Regions from separate parts of the Gossypium hirsutum genome. Here all the other regions are linked to region 1. Evidence: chromatin contacts called from public Hi-C data. All regions are on one chromosome and are shown on one strand. The core of a region is the stretch at or near the end of the contact, and the rest is flanking DNA. Distances in the headings are between cores, read along the strand shown.

Region 1 (3,727 bases), core at 702-3,201:
ACCTAACTTGATGTACAAGTTAACATCTAATGCCAGCAAAATTTTCATGGATCCCACATGTACCATCATCATCATCAGAAGCTATATTCATTTGCATATGTAATCTACAACTTTTATATATACATGGCTAACAAGTCTGAGCAAATCCATGGATATAGACTAATAAGTAAAGTTAACTGATAAAGACTTCACAGAGCATAAGGGAATGGTACAAAATTTAATTGAAAGCAATTAAAAGAAAACGTACTTTGTACAAATGCATAGGTGGATTCAAGATCGAAACAATCGATCCCACTATCACCATCGTCGTCATCCGCATGTCTGTCATCATCCTCGAATGGACGGTCCAAAACAGAAACAGGGCTGCATTGTTCTTCTTCTTGTTCTTCAACTTGAAATCTTTTTAAGCTCTCTAATTCATAATTTTCCTTCTCCTGCTACAATTCAATAAATCAGCCATTGATTAAGAAATGCTCATATTCAAATAACAGTTATAATCATGGTATCAGCTGAAACTTCCATAATTGTGTTCATATAAGATTTGCAAGGTAGAAACATAATCAAAGGTACAATTAAACAAAATGAAAGGACTAAATGGCATATATAACACTTAATACCAGTCAAATCAACCAGAAACCAGCAGGCATATATGGCAATTCAGATTAAATTTCAGCCGTCTAAATATGGTTTTAATCCCTCAAGTATGCTAAAGTTTGAGATTTAATCCTTCTACTTTAATTTTAGCATAGTAGAAGACTAAAACGACAATTAGACCCCAAAAATGTGCAGCAGAGTGATTCAATTTGCCGACAGTTCAAGCAAGTCAAAGAACTCAGTCACCTGAGTCACGAGTTTACTCCCCCCGCCCCCCCCCCCCAAAAAAAAAAACAAAATGAAGAAGCTTTAACCAGATCAGAGTTGCAGTTTTAATTAACCAATTGATTATAAGTAATCATTCAATTAAAGGCACTGACCTTTCTTTCATGGAGACTGGGAGATGTAGCCGAGAAAGAAGGGCTAGTTTGAAGCACAAAACGTAAAGGGCTTTGAGAAAAGTGCTTATCAAAAGAAGCAAAAGCTGAGTTATTTCCTACAACTTCATTGGAAATGAAAACCTCTTCAAAATCCCCCGATGGACTAGAGCTACATGAAGTATCCATGTCCATTTCTTCATTGCTTTGGGACCAAACATCACTGGTAGGCCTATCAGTGTAAGAACTTGAACCACACTTGTCTTCACTCATTACATTGTTTTTCCTCACAGTTGAATCCCACCTCAAAATGTCCTTCACTGAAACTTTTGATCCTTTAGTAGCTGTTTCAGGCTTTGGGTTTTTGGTACGATGAGTTAGCCTCTTTAGAATGGAACCAAATAACCCAAAAGCAGTGCCATTGGTGTTTTTGGTGTTGGGGGTTATAGGTTGAAACAAAGGAGATTTGTTCAAGTCTGGTGAGTCATGGAAAGAGAAAAGGCAAGCTTTTTTGCAGAAATTTAAAGGAAAGTTGGAGTTTTGAGAGATGGGTTTTGGTTTATGGAGTTGAAGATGAGTTTTAGGTGGTGATTTCTTGAGTTGACAACGCCTATCAGCAATGTAATTCTTCAAAAGGAATGGCTCTTGATCCTCTTGAAGTAACTCGTGCAAATGCTTCCGAGCCATCATTCAAAAGATATATTTGAATTTCCCTTTCACTTTTGACAATGTAATTAGAAAAATCTCGACAAGCTTTGAGCTTCAGCACAGTGAAAGAGTTGAAGAGAATTCAACTGTAAACCAGAAAAAAATCAACGCAGCAAAAGATAAGATTTTGATGAAGAAGACGAAGGAGTTGGCCTATAAATGAATAAATAGGGAGAAAAACTCAGAAAGGAAAGAATGAGGAGAGTTCCCTTCTCTGATTCAAATCTTGAAGGTTCACAATATCGAGGTGAAGATAGTGATAAAAAGAAACTTATTATAAAATAATAATACAGAAAGGATTTTACATTTTACCCAAACAACAACCAATAAATAAAGGGGTTTAATTTTGAATTCAGTCCTTGTACACTTTACATTTTTATAATTTAGCCTCTATTTTTAATTCTTAATATTATTAATTGATTTTGTACCATTTGAATATGCTCTACTTTTTAAATTATACCTTTAAATATTAAAATTCAACTTTAATGTTCAAATGAAAAGAAAACTATAATAAAATGGGTAACGTACAGAGATTATGGGCATAAAAGAAAATTAAAGAAAGAGAGAGTAAAATCAAAAAAGAAAGCAAATTTATATATATACTATATATAAAAAAAATGCTTTGTCTTGTCTTAAAGGAGATTATAAAAACAGCCATAATATCGTTTTTAAAAAATAATTACGGATTTAAATTGATTTTTTTTATATTTAGGAAACAAGTCGATTTTAAAGAGATAAATTAAAAACGCATCCAGCACGAAGCACTTTTTGTGTCTGAAAAAGTATTCTACGAAATGTGTTTTCTTTAATGACTTAACATGTCAGTTTTTTTTGTTAGATTGCTAAATGTTATTTGTTTTATCCTTAAGCCTCGAGTTTGGTTCCTCTCCTATTCACATTTGTATTCTTAATTTCACGTTATTTTAATTTTTTTTAAAAAATTAAATAAAAGAGTTATTAATTAAAAAGATGAATTAAAAAATTTGAAAATATATTTATTAATTATTAATTAATTTTAAAAAAAAAATTAAATCAACATGAAAATAAGAATACAAATGTGAGTAGAGTAGAAGAGAAATCAAACCTGAGACTCAAAGGCAAAACTACCAACATTTAATCATCTAATTAAAGGAGTTGTTATGTTAAGTTATTAAAAAATATATGTTTTGTAGAACACGTTTTTTGGATCTCTCTATAAAATTGACTTATTTTCTTAAATATTGGAAAAACGGATCCTGTTCCTCTTGTTATCTTCCAAAATGGACAAATTTACTCATAAAAACAATCTCCTATGTATTTGTCACATTGTGTTTTTCTAGAGCGATGAGTATGCATTTCATGAACAAATAATAAAAGACAACCCATTATAAAAAGAAAAATTGTAAATAATTGTCACTAAAACTTCATTTATTTTAATAAGAATGATATCGATGAAGAGTCGTGCATGTAAAGACTTCCTTAACTATTATTTTAAGCTTTTATTATTATTATTATTATTGTTTGTTGATTTCAGTACTAATTTTCATTTCATTAAAAAAACTCAATATTTAATTTTTTAAAAATGAGTTTGATAATTATAATAAAATTTATTTAATTCAAAATTTTAAAAAATATTGAATAAAATAAATATTGATTACTTATCATTTAATGTAGAACATATTAAGTCGATTTTATTTATTAAAATATTAAAATAAATTATTCTTTTTTTAAATAAGATATTCAAATTATCATATGTATCTTTTATCCAAAATTATTTAAAATAATATAAAATGTTTACTTTTTTCAAATAACATAATTATATGCTGCACTTATATTTATTAATTTACCAAACTATTTTTTAACATAAATTCATCACTTTTAAAATTAGCAATAAAAATTTAATATTTTATTTTTCAGTAATTAAAATTTTAATTTACCAAACCTACCCTTAATTAAAAAAAAACCCAAACACTAAGAAAAAAGCTGGTGACAAGAAAGTATTAATGTTTATGCATTCATCATGTAGTGTTAAGAAATAAAATATAACTCATCATTGTAATTTTTTAAAA
Region 2 (3,727 bases), core at 693-3,192, 220 kb after region 1:
TCGATATCCAAGCCATCATTAGTCGAATCATCCTGGGCCAAACCTGCATGTCCAATGAAAAGAATTTGAGTTAGATTTGGATATATCTTTATTAGCAGACCCCTCACTATCCTGGCTAAGTCCAACTGCCAGCATGAGTCTTTTTCCCATTATTTTTTCTAGTAAACCACTAGATTTGAGCCTAAATTAACAGTCCTCATACTACCAAAACTAGTAGGCTTAGCAGGCCCCATAGAGGACTTAAGGCCTGCACTTCCCCCACGGCCTGCACCATTACTAAAGCTCAAACCTTCTTTAGGCATTTCCTTAACCTTAGCCTTATTACCACCCAAAGCCTTATTCGCCTTCTCCTTCTCCTTTCCCCCTGAAATTCCTTCATCAGCCTCACCATTACCATTTCCCATCTCCCCCACCGCATTTAGTGCCATGAATCTGGATCCTAACGGTTCCTTCCTAGTTTTCACCACGTCATTATCCCGTAAATCCCTTTGACTACGCTGTGATTTCCTTTTCACCAATATTCATGGTCCGTACTCCGATCCTATCCTTCATTCTACTCCACCGACGACCTCGCTTAAGTTAGCAACCACTGCTTCTACATTACTTTTCTAGGTCAGATTTACCACCACTGACAGGCACAAATCCTTGACGTGCCCGTACTTACTGTAAAAAAACATATTGTTGAAGCGCCTCATATTCCACTCATTAGACGATGCCGTCGACCATAACCTGAGAAAGAAAATGCTTGTCAATGTTAATAAACATAGCCAGACGAGCGAACTGGCCTCTGGTTCTGCTATCAGTTTAAAAAATCCAGTTTTGCCACTTTTTCGACTAGCCCCCTGATGACCTCTATGTCTTCGATTTATATATAAATCTCGAGAGTTTCGATAGCCGGGTCCAAGCCATCACCACGCTGGGATATGGCTACGATGAAGTAAAATCTTTAGTCCAAGGTTGAACAGTAAGGTACTGGCCGTAAATGATCCATGGTCCCTGAGTCAATACTCGATTATAATCTTTATTGTTCTGAAACCTAACAAAAAAATAATTGTTTTCTATGTCCATGAGATGGAATGGTTTTGTAGGTTTCCATAGGCTGCTTATTTGATTATGAAGAGTGTTATAGCCAATGCTTCGCCCTAAAAGCTTGAGTACGACCGTCAATTCCATCTCTTTGAAGAGAATTTCTTAAATACTGTCCGAGAAGACAATTGCTGGAATCCCATTGACCATGGTCGTACTCACATCACCTTCTAACAACTCAAAATCACTTTCACTTCCCTCGCTAGGGTCATTACAAGCCATACCAAAAATGACTGCTCCTCCCCCTAAAAGCTTGTCCTTCCAAGACAAATTCGGGATTAGATAAGAGTCCACAACCATAGTAGCAACCTCTCCATCGATTCCTTCCTTAATCTCACTTTCTTAGTGTTCCGATCCCCATCAGATCTAGAATCACTAGCACCTCCGTTATCAGAATTTTGCATATTTTAAGAGCTTTTTTCTTTGACCATTCTTTATGCTTCCTTGTCAATCAACTTTTTAAAACCGTTGATAAATTTTTACTTTAACCCTTAATAAAACGGTCGAAAGAAAATTTATAAATGATCCAAATGAGAATATTTAAGGAATTAATAATATTAATTAAAACATTTAGTAGTATCTAAAATGATGATACCTATTTTGATGCATTAAGTGTATTAAGCAAGGGAGATTAGATGCAGAATGGTGAGATTTTGTTTAAATGATGATAGTTTAATGAACTGGAAAATAAATCCAATAAAAACAGATTACAATTATCCAATTTAATACAGATAATAAATAAATTTGAAGATTACAACTATCCAATCCCCATAGAAAGTTTGCAGATATTATAAGCAATATTTATAACTCCTTTCCTTATATTTAGTGCAAACATTTTCATTCAAACCCCGAAACAAAGAAATAGGATTAAATTGACAAATTTATAAAATTAAGATCTAAATTTGTAGTTTATCCAATAGCTTATTTTAATGTGTGTTTTAAAAGTTCAGAGAGGAAAAAGAGAGCTCGTCTACAGTTGATAAACCAACTAAACTTCCTCTTCAATCCTTCCATCCTTGCACTCCTGATGGACCAACAGCAACCACCGCCGCCAACCCCTAATGCTCCTCCTCCTTCCTCCGCCGTCGACCCACCTCCGCAACCACAGCCGCAGCCACAAATTCAACAACAAACAACGCCAACGCCCCCGTCCTCAACATCCTCTACCGCAATCCCTAACCCTAACCCCAACCCTATCCCGAAACCCTTACCTTCCGCCATACCACCACCGAAACAGCCGCCGCAGCCTAAACCAGCTCTCCCCTCTCATCAGCCAAGATCCGCCGCTGCATTCTCGAGGCCATGGCAACAGCACTCTGCCCAGTTCACTCATTTCTCTTCCTCTTCTCCTTCCGCCTCATCGTCTCCTTCCCCTTCACTTTCCTCTCAGCCGCGAGGCAGCATTGCCCTCGGTGTTCCTTCGTCCCATTCTGGCCCCTCGCCTCCTTCTCCTTCACCTCCGCAATCCACTCCGTTTACCGGTTCCTTTGGCCATTCCTTCGGTGGAACCTCTAGTTCCAATGTTTCCCAGGTTGGATTTTAAGCTTGTGGGTTATTTTCACTCACGATTTTGAGCTTTTGATGCTGAAATTTCCTCTTCTTGTGATATTTCTTTTTCATAGGCAAGGCCAATGATGCGAGGAATAGGGATGGGATCATCAGTTGGTTCAAGTTCACAAATGAGACCAGGTGGGATTTCTGCTCAGCATCAACAAAGGCCTTTGCAATCATCTCTTAGACCAACATCTTCACCAACTAGCCAGTCCCCTTCTACCCAAGTTAGTATTATTTTTAAGGATTAATGTATATTATTTCTTTTTATTAATTTAAATGACATTGATTTTTTGTCAATAATGTTCTAATAATGCTAAAAAATGTTAGTTGAATTTAAATGGTCGCAGTAATAACAGTTTTAGCATATTTTAATAGAGTTCTTAATAATGTTTTAGATTTTTAAGGCTGCTTAGAACTGTTGGTTGAATCTAGAAAATACTAATCCTTTCTCCCTGACTTGTATTATTATTTTTAATCTTAATTTGAATATAGTATTGGTAGGTTGAAGTAAGCTGCTTTAAGGAGTTCGTCAAGAGAGCTAAGGTGTTATTATCTACTATATAACACATTGTGGTTGCCAACAACCTCTTGGCTTCATAGCCAGATTCTTGTATTGTGTGGCATGAGACCTAGGGTTCGATCCTTAGCATACCAATCCCCATTCTCCTATCATCGAATGTGAAAGAAAAGAACACATTATTGTCATCATGATTATAAATGTTGGGTGAATTTGTGTTTGATGCCTTTCCTTGAATATTATGTGACCTTTTTTTTCCTTGTTTTCTTTTTCATTTTTTTGTAGAATTTCCAAGGGCATGGCCTTATGAGAGTGTCAGCGGTTGGTTCCTCTTCTTCAACACCAAGTACTCTACAAACTCCACAATCCCCTAATCAGCCGTGGCTATCATCTGGAGCGCAAGGGAAGCCACCTTTGCCACCCCCTTGGCATAGACCACAGCTGAGGGCACATATACCCCAGCAACATCATTCGTTGCAAACAGTTTCACAACAGCAGCATGTATCATCTCCACAGGTGCCACCGCAAAATATATCATCGATTCAGCAGCAGGAACATTTTGAGCAACAG
Region 3 (3,727 bases), core at 899-3,398, 200 kb after region 1:
ATTGGACACAGTCTATGACTATTATTGTAAACAACAATAATTGATCAAAAGAAAGTTTTTTAAATTATTTTGTTGGATCATTTCAAGGAGATATTTTACAATTTCTAAAAAGATAGTAAGAATCAGAAAAAGGAAAAGAACAAAAATAGCAGTTAATCAATTAGATTCAAACTCCCAAAGATGTATTAAAAGTTAAAATGTTTATTTTAGACATGATAGTAGAAAGTAAAAAAAAAAAGTAATTAAGTTATGATATTAAATATTTTAATATAATGATACATGAAATATAATTTTTAAATATTTTTAAGTAATCAATATAAATTATTTGTAAAATTAATAACGCATAAACTATTTTAAAAATTAAATATAATAATAAATAAGATTTAAATAATTTAATATAATAATGAATAATATTTAAATAATTTAATATAATGATACATGAAATATAAATTAATCTAATTTTTTATATACATTTTAAATAATTAATATAAATAAGTGGATTTACATAATTTTCATCAAAAACACTTAAATCTCAACTTTTATATTTAGATAAAAAATACTTTTTAATCGCATTTTTTTTACCCCAAATATCAAATATTCTCGTTGACTTGAAAATGTTTTTATATCATAACGGAGAACACGCCCTAAGTGATCAGCAATTTAACAAACTTTTAAAATTTTCACTGATAGTGATGAATAAAGAATAAAAATAAAAATACTTTTTAAATAATCACTTAAATATTATAAAATATTATTAGTGGGGTAAAATGAAATTTATTAGGTTTTTTTTAGTAACTTGTTTTTTTTGACAAAATATTTAAAATTATTTATAATCCTCCCAATCTATAAATGGGAGAACAATACAATTACGTCCTACAATGTTGACAGCAATACTCGTATCCAACTGAATCGATAATTTATTAGTTAATTTTAAATATGGACAAATTTAATAAATTTTAAGAATCATACAATGAGTTGAAGTAAGCATGGAGATGGACAATGTATGTATTCAAATATATTTCAAAATTTAATATGTATTAAATTGATGATGAAGTGAGAGTTGATCCAAATGTCATTCATTTTCAGAAACCAAAGAGTGTGCAATTCTGTAGCATTTTAGATATCAAATTTCAAAAACAGCATCTTTACTATAAATATCAGTTTGAATTAAAATATGACCAGAAGCGAAAATAATGCGTAGATCAAGAAACAAGCATACGCGATCAGCCCACGGTGTTCTTCCACCCCATCAGCAAGCGCCACCATCAAATTGGCGCAAGACCTAGTGGCCCAAACCACGAATACCCCCGCCGTTGCGTACCTCACCACACCGATCCCCTGCGGCATGAAAAGCGACACCGCCGATAATATCACCACCGGCAACATACAGTAACCAACCACGCTCGTACACGTGTGCAGATCTAGGTTGCCGTTGTTGCGACCCGCCAACATGTTAAAAACCACGTAGAGGAAAATCGAGGAGACCACGATCCACCCCAGGATTATGCCGAACTGGATCTTGCCGCCGAGGAGCTGGAATAAGCAGAAAGACAAGTAGAGGAAGATCGGGCCGGAGAGATCCGAGTCTTTATGTGCCGCCAGGTTGACCCGGAAAGGATTGAGGATGGATCTCGTTTTGTGCCAGATTTGGTCCGGGTGGATGCCCAGTTCGTCGAGGAGGGGTTCTTCGTCTTCGAATGAGGCGGAAGCGGATACGGCTGACGTGGAGATTGTGCCGCCCAAGGATCCGGATGATGATGGAACCGACCCCATATCGAAGGCCATGAAGGGTATGGCGGAGGAAGAGGGCTGGAAAGGAGCCGTTGGGACACGGCGTTGGTTGATGTTACCGACGTTGGGGTTGACACCACCGCCGGACGGAAAAACCACCGGTGGCACTGTGAATTGTTTGCTCATTTTTGTTGAAGCTATAGCGATTCTTTTGTGGGGGCACCAAGGCAAGTTTTTTCTTTTTTTGCCTTCTCAAGGGAAATATATAGTGTTAAAATTGGGCGGTGAATGGAAGGGTGTTTTGGACTATTCGTCTGGATTTTTTGCAAATGGTTGAAGTGTTCAACCGCGGGAGATGAACATGTTGACGTGTTTTGCCCCGCGAAATTACATTATTGCACATTTCCACTTTCTTTTGTTATTTTATACAACATGAGATGAGATAACACAGTTGAAACTGTAATAAATAGGTATTGAGTAATCTATGCCTAACTCTTAACTAGTTTTTGTTGCCCGTCTGATGCATACGTATTAATTAAATTATGATTTTTTTACTTACTCTAAGTATTAGAATTAATTTTAAAAAATTATAATTGATATTAGAATCAATTAAAGATAATAATATTTTATAAATAAAGTATCTTTGGATTAATAAGTAAAATTAATCTAAGTTTACATTAAAAAGTTTTTAGAAACAGTCATTAAATTAATCTAATACAAATTTGAATTGTGTTTTGATAATTTTGTAAAAGAAAAATTAAATATTCTTTTGTAAATTATAAAAAAAATATTTAATAATTTTTTACATTAAAAGGAAATTTTAGAACTTTTTTTTTAATCTTTGTTAAAAAGAAATTCGGGCTTGGGACAACTCCCTTGCTGCCCCTACCCACTCTTTAAATCCTTGGCGGATCAATTTTCTTTTAAAAGTATGACAATTAATATTTAAAAATTTTATGTTAAAATCAGGTGGATAAATTATCTTAAATTTTAAATTTTCCTTCAGCTCCAGCTAATGGAATAAATTCCATCCCTTTTACTTGCTCTATCGTTAAATCAGCTTCATCATTTTCATAAAAATATTCTTTAAAACCATTACTCAACCGTGTTCTCATGCTTCATCGCCACACTGTTCGTCATTTAAATCAACCTGGAATTGTTCATGATTTTCTTCTATTTCTTTTCCCATCTCTAATGCTTCAGCACCAAATCTTAACTGATCATGGCTTCACCTAAAAGGTGAAAAGTTTGGGTTAAAATATAGGTCCGAAATATGGGCTTCAACAAAAAATAAGGCTCATTTTCTAAATGTGTCGAATTTCGGGTAAGTTTCTTTTGGCCCGAGTTCAGCCCGGTCCGAATCTACCTAAATTTTCTTTCCTGCTACAATTTGTTGTTTTTTTGCTATTATAGTACTACAATTTTGTTATTATTATTTGGATATTATATAATTTTTTGTTTTATTATTAATTTTGCTACTATTGTAATAGTCCGATTTTCAGTCTCTTTTTCCAATGATCAGTCCGTAAATATTATCAATTAATATTTACGAGTTAATTATAATATGATATTAAATTTTGGTCTAACGGATTTGCTAATTGGGTAGTTAGTTAAGATACAAGTGTAGCGACCCTAAAGTTAGTGGTGTTAGAAAATGATGTAATGGGACCTCATTTCTATAAACCAAACTCATAAATATTTAATATAAATATTTACGGATTTACTGTATAGGTTAATTGAATTTTTTATAGGTAATTTTGTCAAATTAGTGATTAATTAAGGTAAAATGACTAAATTGTAAAAGTTGTAAATAATGAATAAGTACTTGTATGATTAAATTTGTTATATAAATCACAGATAATAATAAAATATGAATAAATAAATTTTATTAATTTAATAAATGAAAGATGCGTGATCGAGGTTAGACACATTCATCATAAAGGAAATATTTGCATGGATCACTTGGCGAATTTAATTTAGAATATTGAGAGAGGTC
Region 4 (3,727 bases), core at 354-2,853, 160 kb after region 1:
CCGTATAACCACCGCCAACTAGGTCCCCTAGCTATACTCTATCCCTTGACAGTATAACCTTTGTAAACTTGAAACCCTAGTTACACTACAACTCATGACCGTATAGTCACTGTCAACTAGGACCTTGAGTTGCAATGCAATCCCGACTTCTTAAGTAATGGCTCCATCCTCATACGACAGGTGAAATTTTTAGGTCACTGAGCTCTATGGCATCACCATGAACCCAAACACAACTTAAAACTATGATTATGTCTCCCTCAAAGAAAAAGAAAAAGAAATATTTAAACCCGAAAATTTCAACACACAAGAAAAATGAAAAAAACAATTTAAAGGAGACAATGGGCAAGAGAGATGATGGAGTAGGGTGATGGAAACTCCCATTTACATAGGTGAGGGGGCGGGGAGAAAAAAAACCATGTTTTGCAATTTTATCCCGGGATTCCCAGGTTGTAGTGTTTGAAAATTATCCTTGGAATCTCGGCTTCAGAGGAAAAAATTAAGGTTATACTTGGGGTTGAAAATGGTCAAAGAGAAAATGCGCCCTGCAGGACGCGTTTTCATTTTTCTCTCCTAAAAACACGTTCTTCAGGACGCGTTTTCATTTTTCTCTCGTTTTCATTTCTCTCTCCTAAAAACGCGTCCTACATGATGCGTTTTCATTTCTCTCTCCAAAAACAACATATCCTGGTAAATAAAAAAACAAGCTATTTACTTAAATATTAAAAAAATTCATCATATTTCATTAATTTACCCCCAAATTTATCTATTCTATATTATATATTAAGTCTTTGGTTGAGTTTGGTGTCATGAGTCAGTCAAACACTAACTCAGTTGAATAATGATTAAAATATCATTATTTTACAAAGTAAATATAAAATTAGAAAAAACTATAAAATATCTTGTTTTGCAAATCAAAAAGTAATTATAAAAGAAGAAGAATTATATTAGAAATAAATAATATAAAGTATTCAATATGGATATCATTATATTTGTAAAAAATTATAAATAATTTTAATAAAATGAAAGTTTAAAAACATACATTAGAATCAAATAAAAATAATTTTTGAAATTGAAGTTTTTTATCTTATAATGTGATCATCTGTATTAAATAAAATAAAATAATAAGAAATTTTGAAAAAATACTGCTTATTTACATAAATTTTAGAACTTATATTTATACAAATAAGTAAATTTAGCTTTAAAATTTTGAAAGTTCCCCATGTGAACACACTCTTATTTTACTTTGAAATAGTTTTAAAATATATATATCCTTATTTAAAATTTAATCAATGTTGAATTTATTTGTTTATATTTTTTAGTTTAACTAAAATAGATTTATGGCACCCAAATTTTATTTCAATTAGATTAACAAAATTCAATAATAATAATAATAATAATAATAAAATCACAAAAATCCTTACTCAAAGACTGTTAAAGCCAGATTTATGATTTATGATAAATGATTTTACTTTTGAGGATGCTTGGTCACTAGTTTGTTTTGTCTCGAGCGAGTTACACAAAATCTCACTCTCAACCTCAGCGCGTAACACACACGCACTTTACTTACTCGTAATCCAAGTGGAATACATATAAAAATCTACAAGTGGGTTTCCCGGCGATTTTCTAAGTCCTTGGCTCCGGTTTTTTCTTTTAAGTATTCTCTCAAAAACCAACGACCCCAAGATTCTCTCTTTCGAAAACTCCTTCAAATTTGGCTACCAAGAAAAACAATGGAAATAATCGAAAATCAAGCAGCTGTTTCGAATTTCGACCTCCAGTCAAAGTCTCCGTTTTATAACATTTCCTCCACCGACATTACGAACGTCGGCTTACTTGGGGAATCCGAATTTGTATCTGTGGATAGTCCGAACCAAGCTAGCGAATCGGATTTCCCGACGGTGGTTAATGGTGGTGGTTTGAAAATGCTGCTGGAGCCGTTATCCGACGGCCGAGATTCTCCGGGTTCGAATCAGACGCGCGGTGGCGGTTCTTCTCATTCCAACGCTGCCGTTAAGGTCCAGAAGGTGTATAGGAGTTACCGGACACGGCGTAGGTTAGCAGACTCTGCTGTTGTCGCTGAAGAACTCTGGTAGTTTCTTCCGCAAAATCTTTGTCTGTCTTAAAAAAATATATATTATTTAATACTAATAGTAAATATTTTTATTATTTTCAGGTGGCTGGCTTTAAACTATGCAAGGCTTAATCACAGCACAATTTCCTTTTTTAATTATTTGAAACCAGAAACTGCTGCTTCAAGGTGGAATCGCGTTCGCTTAAATGCTTCTAAGGTATTTTCTTCTTCTTTTTAATTTTTTGGTTAATTTTCATAAATAATTAAGTTGGGAATTTTGTCAGGTCGGGAAAGGGTTGTCCATAGACGCCAAAGCACAAAAATTGGCTTTTCAACATTGGATTGAAGCTGTAATTTACTCTTCTTAATCTTTTTATTAAAAAGATTAAAAAAATATATTGGATAATTTTATTAGTTGAATCGAACACTTTTTTTTCAACTGTAGATTGATCCACGACACCGTTACGGCCATAACTTACATATTTACTACGATGAATGGTGTAAAACTGATGCTGGTCAACCATTTTTCTATTGGTAAACCCCAAACATTTTTCTCATTCTATTAATTTTGGTAGGAAGACCAAATTAAAGTGGATGGACTAAATCTTCAAATTGAGCATAGTACTAGGACAAAAACAATGATTTCACCTTTTTCCTTTCTTTCTTATTTTGTTTCCTACAGGTTAGATATAGGGGATGGCAAAGATGTCGATCTCGAAGAATGTTCAAGATCGAATCTTCAAAAACAATTGATCAAGTATCTTGGACCTGTATGTATGCAAATTCATATGTTAGATTCAATCTCTTTTTCCAAATAAGATTGAATGAAATTGTTAATTCCCTGTTGTTGTAAACAGCAAGAAAGGGAACATTATGAGTACATTGTTGTTGAAGGAAAGATTATCCATAAACAAACTAGAAATGTCCTTGATACATTCCAAGGCTCGAAAGAGGTTAAATGGATATTTGTTATGAGCACCTCGAAGAAATTGTATGCCGGCAAGGTAAACCATCTGGCTTGAACTGCAACTGTTAGATTTCATACTTACTAGATGTATAAAAACCCAAAAATGTCTTTAATGTCTTTTCGGTACCTTGCAGAAGAAGAAAGGAATGTTCCATCATTCTAGCTTCTTAGCCGGTGGAGCGACACTAGCTGCTGGTAGATTGGTGGTGGAGAAAGGGATACTAAAGGTATAAGTTTGTAACGATTTAGGATTTAGTAGTGTACTCAGATTTTGTTACGTGCCGCCTATATTGATAGTTGCATTTGAATGGCCGGATGACTTATATGATGTATGTGAGACATGATTTTGTTCGTTTTTCAGTCCATCTCTGCATATAGCGGGCATTACCGGCCAACGAATGATAGTCTCAACAGTTTTCTTTCCTTTCTGAAGGAGAACGGAGTGAACCTTGACAAAGTTGAGGTAACCTTTCAATCTCCTCTTCTGCATTTGTTGGATTTGTCAAATTGCACCAATTAATGTCTGCTTGGTTATTTCATATGCTTGCTGGTTTTGATCCTTGAACGTCGAACCTCTGGTTCCATTTTCAGTTGGATCATGCCACCATTCGTTAGGTATTTCTTAGATATATGATGAATTACATTTATTTTGTGTTCAGATTCGCCATTCAACCGATGATTCTGATAGC

The links. A called contact is a pair of places that touch in the nucleus more often than the background predicts.
Region 2: a Hi-C map of leaf shows a contact between it and region 1, with 4 times the contacts expected there. The contact joins the promoter of LOC107949460 here to the promoter of LOC107949465 in region 1. A contact is called at or near these places in 10 of 34 Hi-C or Micro-C datasets (callus, hypocotyl and leaf).
Region 3: a Hi-C map of leaf shows a contact between it and region 1, with 1.9 times the contacts expected there. The contact joins the promoter of LOC107949461 here to the promoter of LOC107949465 in region 1. A contact is called at or near these places in 6 of 34 Hi-C or Micro-C datasets (hypocotyl and leaf).
Region 4: a contact with region 1 is called in a Hi-C map of leaf, with 2.6 times the contacts expected there. The contact joins the promoter of LOC107949462 here to the promoter of LOC107949465 in region 1. A contact is called at or near these places in 4 of 34 Hi-C or Micro-C datasets (callus and leaf).

Annotation. Positions count from the first base shown.
Region 1 is chrD01:33,026,273-33,029,999 of Gossypium_hirsutum_v2.1, reverse strand. LOC107949465 reads right to left here and starts at 1,951. Exons shown (of 3, transcript XM_016884118.2): 1 at 975-1,951; 2 at 248-434. The coding sequence starts at 1,661. It also overlaps the pseudogene LOC121213578.
Region 2 is chrD01:32,804,517-32,808,243 of Gossypium_hirsutum_v2.1, reverse strand. It overlaps LOC107949460 (transcription initiation factor TFIID subunit 12), which reads left to right and starts at 1,942. Exons shown (of 9, transcript XM_016884113.2): 1 at 1,942-2,617; 2 at 2,709-2,864; 3 at 3,443-3,727. The coding sequence starts at 2,114.
Region 3 is chrD01:32,825,285-32,829,011 of Gossypium_hirsutum_v2.1, reverse strand. LOC107949461 (protein YIPF5 homolog) reads right to left here and starts at 2,148. Exons shown (of 1, transcript XM_016884114.2): 1 at 1,061-2,148. The coding sequence starts at 1,917. The coding sequence ends at 1,168.
Region 4 is chrD01:32,864,750-32,868,476 of Gossypium_hirsutum_v2.1, reverse strand. It overlaps LOC107949462 (IQ domain-containing protein IQM3), which reads left to right and starts at 1,603. Exons shown (of 9, transcript XM_016884115.2): 1 at 1,603-2,089; 2 at 2,174-2,288; 3 at 2,356-2,421; 4 at 2,517-2,605; 5 at 2,754-2,841; 6 at 2,929-3,075; 7 at 3,173-3,265; 8 at 3,400-3,501; 9 at 3,698-3,727. The coding sequence starts at 1,731.